2 separate regions of the Arachis hypogaea genome follow, and region 1 is linked to region 2. A link is a contact called in public Hi-C data. All regions are on one chromosome and are shown on one strand. Each heading gives the region's core, a stretch centred on a gene start, on an enhancer-like site or on the middle of the called end of the contact. The rest is flanking DNA. Distances are from core to core; before and after follow the strand shown. Region 1 holds the start of LOC140176896. Region 2 has its middle 13 kb from the start of LOC114924879.

Region 1 (3,482 bases), core at 68-2,567, 38 kb after region 2:
ACATCAATCTCGACACCGTCAATCCCAATCACGCTAGGTAATTTCAAATCTGCCTTTGAATCTTCTATTCGTTGAATTGCTTGTGTTATCTTATCCTAAATTGTGATTGATGATACTAGAACTGGACCTTCAAATTTTAAATGAATTTTCTAGATTTGAAATTGTGATTGATTTGTAAGATTTGTTGATTCTTCTTGTTGCTGATGCGATTAAAATTCAAAATTAAAATATGATGATTCTCCTTCTTCTACTGTGATGTATTTTGCTTTTAGTTTGAATTTTGGACACATTCTGCAGCAGCATTCTCTGATTCTGCATCCTCATAATCTAAACCTGAAATATGAAATTGTAGAATTGTAAGTATTGAATATTTTGCTTCTGGATATGTTGAATTATCGTTTATTGGTTGAAGATCTTATTCTAATTTGGCTTGAATTGTTAGATATAGTTTGCCTATTGATGATTTTGGTTCTGGATAATCTGATGTTGCACAATTTGCTTCTTCTAGAATCCTCGCATTCAAGGTTACGTTGAACAAATTTTGGCGGAAGTTCCTTTAATTTCTTCAAGTATCTTGGTCTGTTTTTGATAATTTGAATTCAAATATTGTAAGCTAGTTTCTTCATGTATCAAGTCACTTGACAATTCGGTGCCCCAGTATCAAATGGGGTTGAGGTTTGTACCCTTGATCATCTAATAAAAATGGGGTGAGAATGTTAGGAGGATTTGGATTGTCAGTATATTTCTTGAGTAAAGAAATGTGAAAATCAAAGTGGATCCTAGCTGTGGTGGGCAATTCCAACTTATAAGCCACATTTTCAATACATGCCATGATTTTGAACGGTTCGAAATACCTCATAGATAATTTTTTTATTCTTCTGCAATGCCACACAGTGCTGGCGGTACGGCTTTAGCTTAACATACACAAAATCACCCACATTGAACTCGAACTCTGATCTTCCGCCTTCCGATTTGCCTGGATTTTCATTCGCAATTGTGCCTTCTCTAAATTCTTTTTGAGAGATTCCAGTACTATATCGCACTGCAATAGTTGTTCCTGTAGCGCCGGTGTGTCAACAGACTTGGTATCGTACTTGAGAAGGGTTGGAGGGTCTCGGTCGAAGACCACCTTGAACGGGGACATGCCAATAGCATAGTGGTATGAGATATTATAACTATACACAGCCCATGGTAGCAACTTAAACCAGTCTTTCGGGTTCTCCTGCGTGTAACAGAGTAAGTACATTTCCAAGCAGCACTTAAGGACCTCCATTTGTCCGTCAGACTCTAGATGGTATGCAGAACTCCTGGCCAGCATAATTCCTGATTTTCAGTGTACTATTCCCAAATTTGCTCGTGAAATGTTCACTATCTCTCACACAAAAGCTACAACTACTTTTAGGGCCGTAAAATCCAAGAAAGAGGAATAAAGTGCAAAAATTTAGACATCAGCAACCACCAAGATAACGGAGCAGCCGTGAGATAAAGGAAGATTAATGATAAAATCCATCAACATATCATGCCAAATATGAGTTGGGATTAGCAATGGCTCCAATAGTCTGACTAGGGGTTGAGTACTATTTTTTGCCTACTGACAAATAGAGCAAACATTGACATATTCCTTAATGCGTTTAGCCATATGCTTCCAAAAAAATTGGGCAGTCAGGCGAGCAAGTGTCTTTTGATAACCCCTATGTCCCCCAATAATGGAATCGTGACTCTCATGAAGCAAGTGTAGAATCAAAGGTGAAGCAGCTGGTATAACAAGCCTATCATCTCAGTACCATAAGCCGTGATGCATTTGAAGTCTACCCGAATTCTGTTCAGCTTCTGAACTCAGTTTCAACCTGAAATGTTTGAAACTCCTGCTGAAGAAATTGCAGCAGGCTGCTTGTCACCGAAGTGAGTTCTATGAAGGCCCGGGATAACCCATCTGCACCTTTATTATCATACCCTCTCTTATACTCAATGGAGAAGTCATAGTCCAACAATTTTGCTAACTATGTCTGCTGTTCTGAGGTTTGAATGGTCTGACCTTGCAATTCCTTGAGGCTCTTATGGTCTGTTTAGATAAGAAATTTATGTCCAAGTAAATAGTGATGAAATTTGGTGATTAGCAGCGAGGATGGCTTGCATCTCCCTAGTTAGAAAAGTAAGTAATAGGGTGACCCTGCAGGTTAAGGATGACACCAGTCTCCATTCCCGACGCATCCGTCTCTAGGATAAAAGGTTTAGAGAAGTCCAACAAAGCTAAAATAGGAGAATGTGTCAAGACAGTTTTTAGTTGACTAAAAGCTGCCATGGTTTGTTCTAACCAAATAAAATTCTCCTTTTTAAGGAGGTCGGTCAAAGGTGCAGCCAAGAAGGCAAAGTGCTTGATAAACTTTCAGTAATAGCTGGCCAACCCCAAAAATGCGTGGAGTGGCTTGAGAGAAGTAGGAATAGGCCATTGTTTAATAGCTTAAATCTTGGATTCATCCACGCTAACTCCCTCTCTGGATACCACATGACCTAAGTAATCAACTCTTGTTTGTCCAAAAGAGCACTTTGATAATTTAGCATAAGGCATTGTCCCTAAAAATATTCAACACATGCATCAAATGAGTTAAATGAGAATGTCAATTAGGTCTATAAATTAGGATATCATCAAAGAATACTAAAACAAACTTTCTTAATACATCCACAAAAATTGAGATCATCAAACTCAAGAAAATAACGAGGGCGTTTGTCAACCTGAATGGCATCATCAACCATTCGTATAAACCTTGATGTGTGCGAAACACTGTCTTGAAGCAATCCTCAGGTTTCATATGAATTTGGTGATAATCAAACCTTAAGTCCAACTTAAAAAAGTATTGCACGCCAAAAAGTTCATCTAATAGCTCATCCATTATGGGCATTGGGAAAGAATATTTGACCATGACAGCATTCAAGGCCCAATAGTCCGTACAAAACCGCCAAGAGCCATCTTTTTTCTTCACCAATAATACTGGAGAAGAAAACGGGCTAGTGCTCGGATGTATAATGCATTTTTTTAACATTTCATTCACAATTCTCTCGATTTTTTATTTCTAGCTATGTGGATATCGATACAGTTTCACCTTGACTGGTGCTGAGTTAGGTTCTAGGGAAATAGTATGGTCTTGAGCTTGAGACGGAGGCAAACCCCTAGGGATTTGGAACACCGCGTTGTAGGTGTGCAACAAACAAACCAATTTTGGGTTCATATTGGACGATAAATCCAAAGGCAGTTGTAATTCATTCTCCAAAGATCCGAGTTAAAGTGTATAAAGGACAACAATTTAGTGTGTGTGTGTTGCAACCTTTTCAATTGATGAAATTGGGCTTGAGTTGGTGTGTGACTTGTCTCCCGTTGCAAGGTCACTAGTTTGTCACCATCCAAGAATGTGATAAACTTTCGCTTGTAGTTAACCAAGTGAGTGTCAAGTGTTTCTAACCATATATCACCAAGAAGTAATTCT
Region 2 (3,181 bases), core at 120-2,619:
AAATAATTTTAGTTTATTTTATTATTTTTGGTAAAAATAATAAAATAAAATATTTATTGAGGCGACTTATTAAATTGATAAACAATTATTGAATATCTATTTTATTATTTCTTTTTAAGTTAAGATAAGCAATTGAGACTTTGAAATTCTCACTAGGAGTTGCATATATATTCGAGTTATTTGTGAGAAAAATAGAATCTGTAGTAATAATAATGTGTGAGTGAATGTATATTGTGTAATTTCAAAAAAAATATTAAAAGAATATTTTTTTTAGTAACAATGTTCTTCTACCACTAATATCACTGATTTTGGCTAATGAAATAATTTTTTATTAATATATATATATATATATATATTTATATACAAATATATAAGAATTGAGTTTTGGTATGGATATTGAACTTATTTCCTTGATAATCATTTGGTGCTTATTAATCTAATAGTATATAAACAAGAATAAGTATAGGCTTTGCTGCAATAATGTTATTTAATTTCAGAATGTTTAAAGTTATTGTATCGAACTATTGATCGAAAGAAAATAAAATAAAAACAATTCCTTCAAATACTTTGAACTTTGAAGTCACACAACGACGTCCACCAAATAAAAGTCAATTTTCATGATAACTAGGACACACGAAAAAATTAAAATAAAATCCGCTGCACCACAAAAAAATAGATTTGCAATTCACAAAGTCATAGTTTCATTCTTTAATTCCTTCTAGTAAAACTAGTTACTTAATATCATCGGTATATTAAAGATTGACTAATAAGTTGTTAACAACCCAAAAAAGGTTGACCATCCCCCTGTGTAAAAGGTTGACTCCAAGACAAACAATTAACTTACTAATGCTATTAAGGTCTATATTTTCCTTCCTACTTAAGTTTTAATCATATAAAAATGTTAAGCATAAACTCTCATTATATAATTAAGTTTTATTCATATAAAAATTAGAATTATAATTTTTAAAAGAATTTGACAAATTTAAAAAAAATACCTAAGTAATTGTTTTCATATCCATTTTTATTAAAAAATAAATATAAAAACAATCTAGCAAATTTAATAAGGTTTTGATGAAAAACAATTATACTATTATAATGATTATTTTAACAAACTCATATATACAGTCAATTAAAAATACTAAAAGATTCCACACCATATTTAATTATATTAAAATAAATAAACTAAATAACAGAGAGTTGTGGAGTTTTTTTTTTTTCTTTCGGTGTGATGGATTACAAATGATAACTTCATCAAAGAATAAGCCCAACTTATTTATCCACTTATCATTTTTTCCAAGGGACCCAAATACCGTTACAACTTTGGGCCTCACAACTTTGAGCCGTAGGCATTTCTATACACATTTGAAAGTTCCAAAATCTCATGTCCAAAAACTAATGGGCATCTTAGACCCAAAATACCAAAATAAATTACACTAAGGATGATCATAAAAAAATAAAAATTACACTAAGGATGTGTTTAGTTAGGATATCTTTGTATTTCTTCTGGGCTTTATGCACCTTCTAATACCCAAAAAAAAATATATTTATCTATCCTTTCCCAACAGTAAGGCAAATGGAGAGGGGCTATCCGGTTTATGTAATGAACTAAAAGGTTCTAGGGGACCTTCACTTTAAAAGCTAGTTATTATTATTGCAGAGCTCAAATTTTTATAAGGTTCCTTTTTAAGAATTTACTTTCTTTTTCTTGAACTCTTGAAATGGCGGTTGAGAGATATTTATAAATGACTCCAATGTTAAAGTCAACATGTATTTTAGTAGACTGTAGTTAAAAAGAAAAAAGGATCCAAATTACATGAGTTCGTATGATGTTTATAGTAGAGGGCTCTATCTGCTGCAAGTCGTATGGCGGTTACTCTCTTTTACTATCTGGGCGATTTAATATGGTATACTGTAACAAAAATTATTTTTAGTGACAATTTTTTAATAATAATAACATAATAATTATTATATGTTTTATTTAACTTATACTTTTATAATAATTATATAATTGTTATTATTATTATATGTTATGATGATAACTATATATTTTTTGGTAATTAAAAAATCTTTATTTATAATTGTATAATTTTTGTTAAAATCTTGCAATAAAATATAAGATGGTCAAGTACTCTTATACACGCAATTTTTTTTTAAATGAGTTTTATGTATCAACTTTTTAGACATAACTAGAATTTGAATTCGATGTACTTTTTAGCAAAGTAAACATAGTTGTCACTAAACTAAGTCTTGCGGTGCAATTGAAGATCGAGTTTAAAGGACTCAATATGGATCAAATGTGTGTAGGTGACTCGCTTCGCCCTTTGAACCAGGCCAAGTTGGATTGTTGTTGAGCCGTTTTCTATTAGAATCTCTTTTGAGACATTTTATGTCTTTGGAAGTTCTTAATTATTGGATTCATGCACGAATAATAAAGAAAGCAAAGATAACTAACTTGAGTTGATTTAGTAATAAATTCATTTGTCTGCTTAAGTAGTGTTAGAAATTTGAATTCTGTCTTATATATGCAGTAATAATTTATTGGCTAGTAGCAAACTTTTAAATTAAGCTGAGATCTGCGTGATAAATTAATTTTTGGCCTATCAAATTGAAAGATAACGTAAACACAAAAAAAGAGAACAAAAATGAATACAAAAATGGTCCCAAAACAAGCTTTTAAGTCAAACCATACGTAATTAGCATAGACTGCATAGTTATCATGCATCTTAATAAATAACAATAAAGAATTTAATTAATAACATACATATGTATATCTATTAGAAGGAGAAAATATTATCATAATTAAAGATGCCCACTATAAAAAGAGTGAGAAAGAGTTTAACATGAAATGAAATGGGTGACAGAATCCTAACCAAAGTGGATGGAAGGTGATGAGCTTAAAAAGAGGAAAAGATTTAGAATGTATGGATTTTCTTTTGGGTCATCATAAAGAGCTTTAATACCCATTTTGGTTTGTCAAAGTCCTTTTCTCCCTTTGTTGTCTTCCCAGAAATAAAGTCTCTTTTTCTAAGTTATGTGCCTACTGCACCCACTTTCATGTTTTATATTTGTTTATTGTCCTCATATTATGACAAAGAATCTCTCACCACTTCAAACTCTAATTCACTCGTTATAGGTTTGTCATGCATTTAATTAAGACAAAATATACTAATTAATACTCCTA

Evidence for each region. A called contact is a pair of places that touch in the nucleus more often than the background predicts.
Region 1: a Hi-C map of leaf shows a contact between it and region 2, with 2.9 times the contacts expected there. The contact joins the promoter of LOC140176896 here to the enhancer-like site in region 2. A contact is called at or near these places in 4 of 8 Hi-C or Micro-C datasets (leaf and an unstated tissue).

Annotation. Positions count from the first base shown.
Region 1 is chr12:115,411,002-115,414,483 of arahy.Tifrunner.gnm2.J5K5, forward strand. It overlaps LOC140176896, which reads right to left and starts at 1,318. Exons shown (of 1, transcript XM_072208455.1): 1 at 911-1,318. The coding sequence starts at 1,318. The coding sequence ends at 911. LOC112728508 (a long non-coding RNA gene) reads left to right here. Exons shown (of 2, transcript XR_003166271.2): 1 at 1-37; 2 at 509-725.
Region 2 is chr12:115,372,667-115,375,847 of arahy.Tifrunner.gnm2.J5K5, forward strand. No RefSeq gene overlaps it. Among protein-coding and RNA genes, the nearest start is that of LOC114924879, 13 kb to the left of the region's middle. Within about 2 kb of position 1,370, at least 3 of the 3 cell types and tissues checked have open chromatin away from gene starts, as enhancers often do.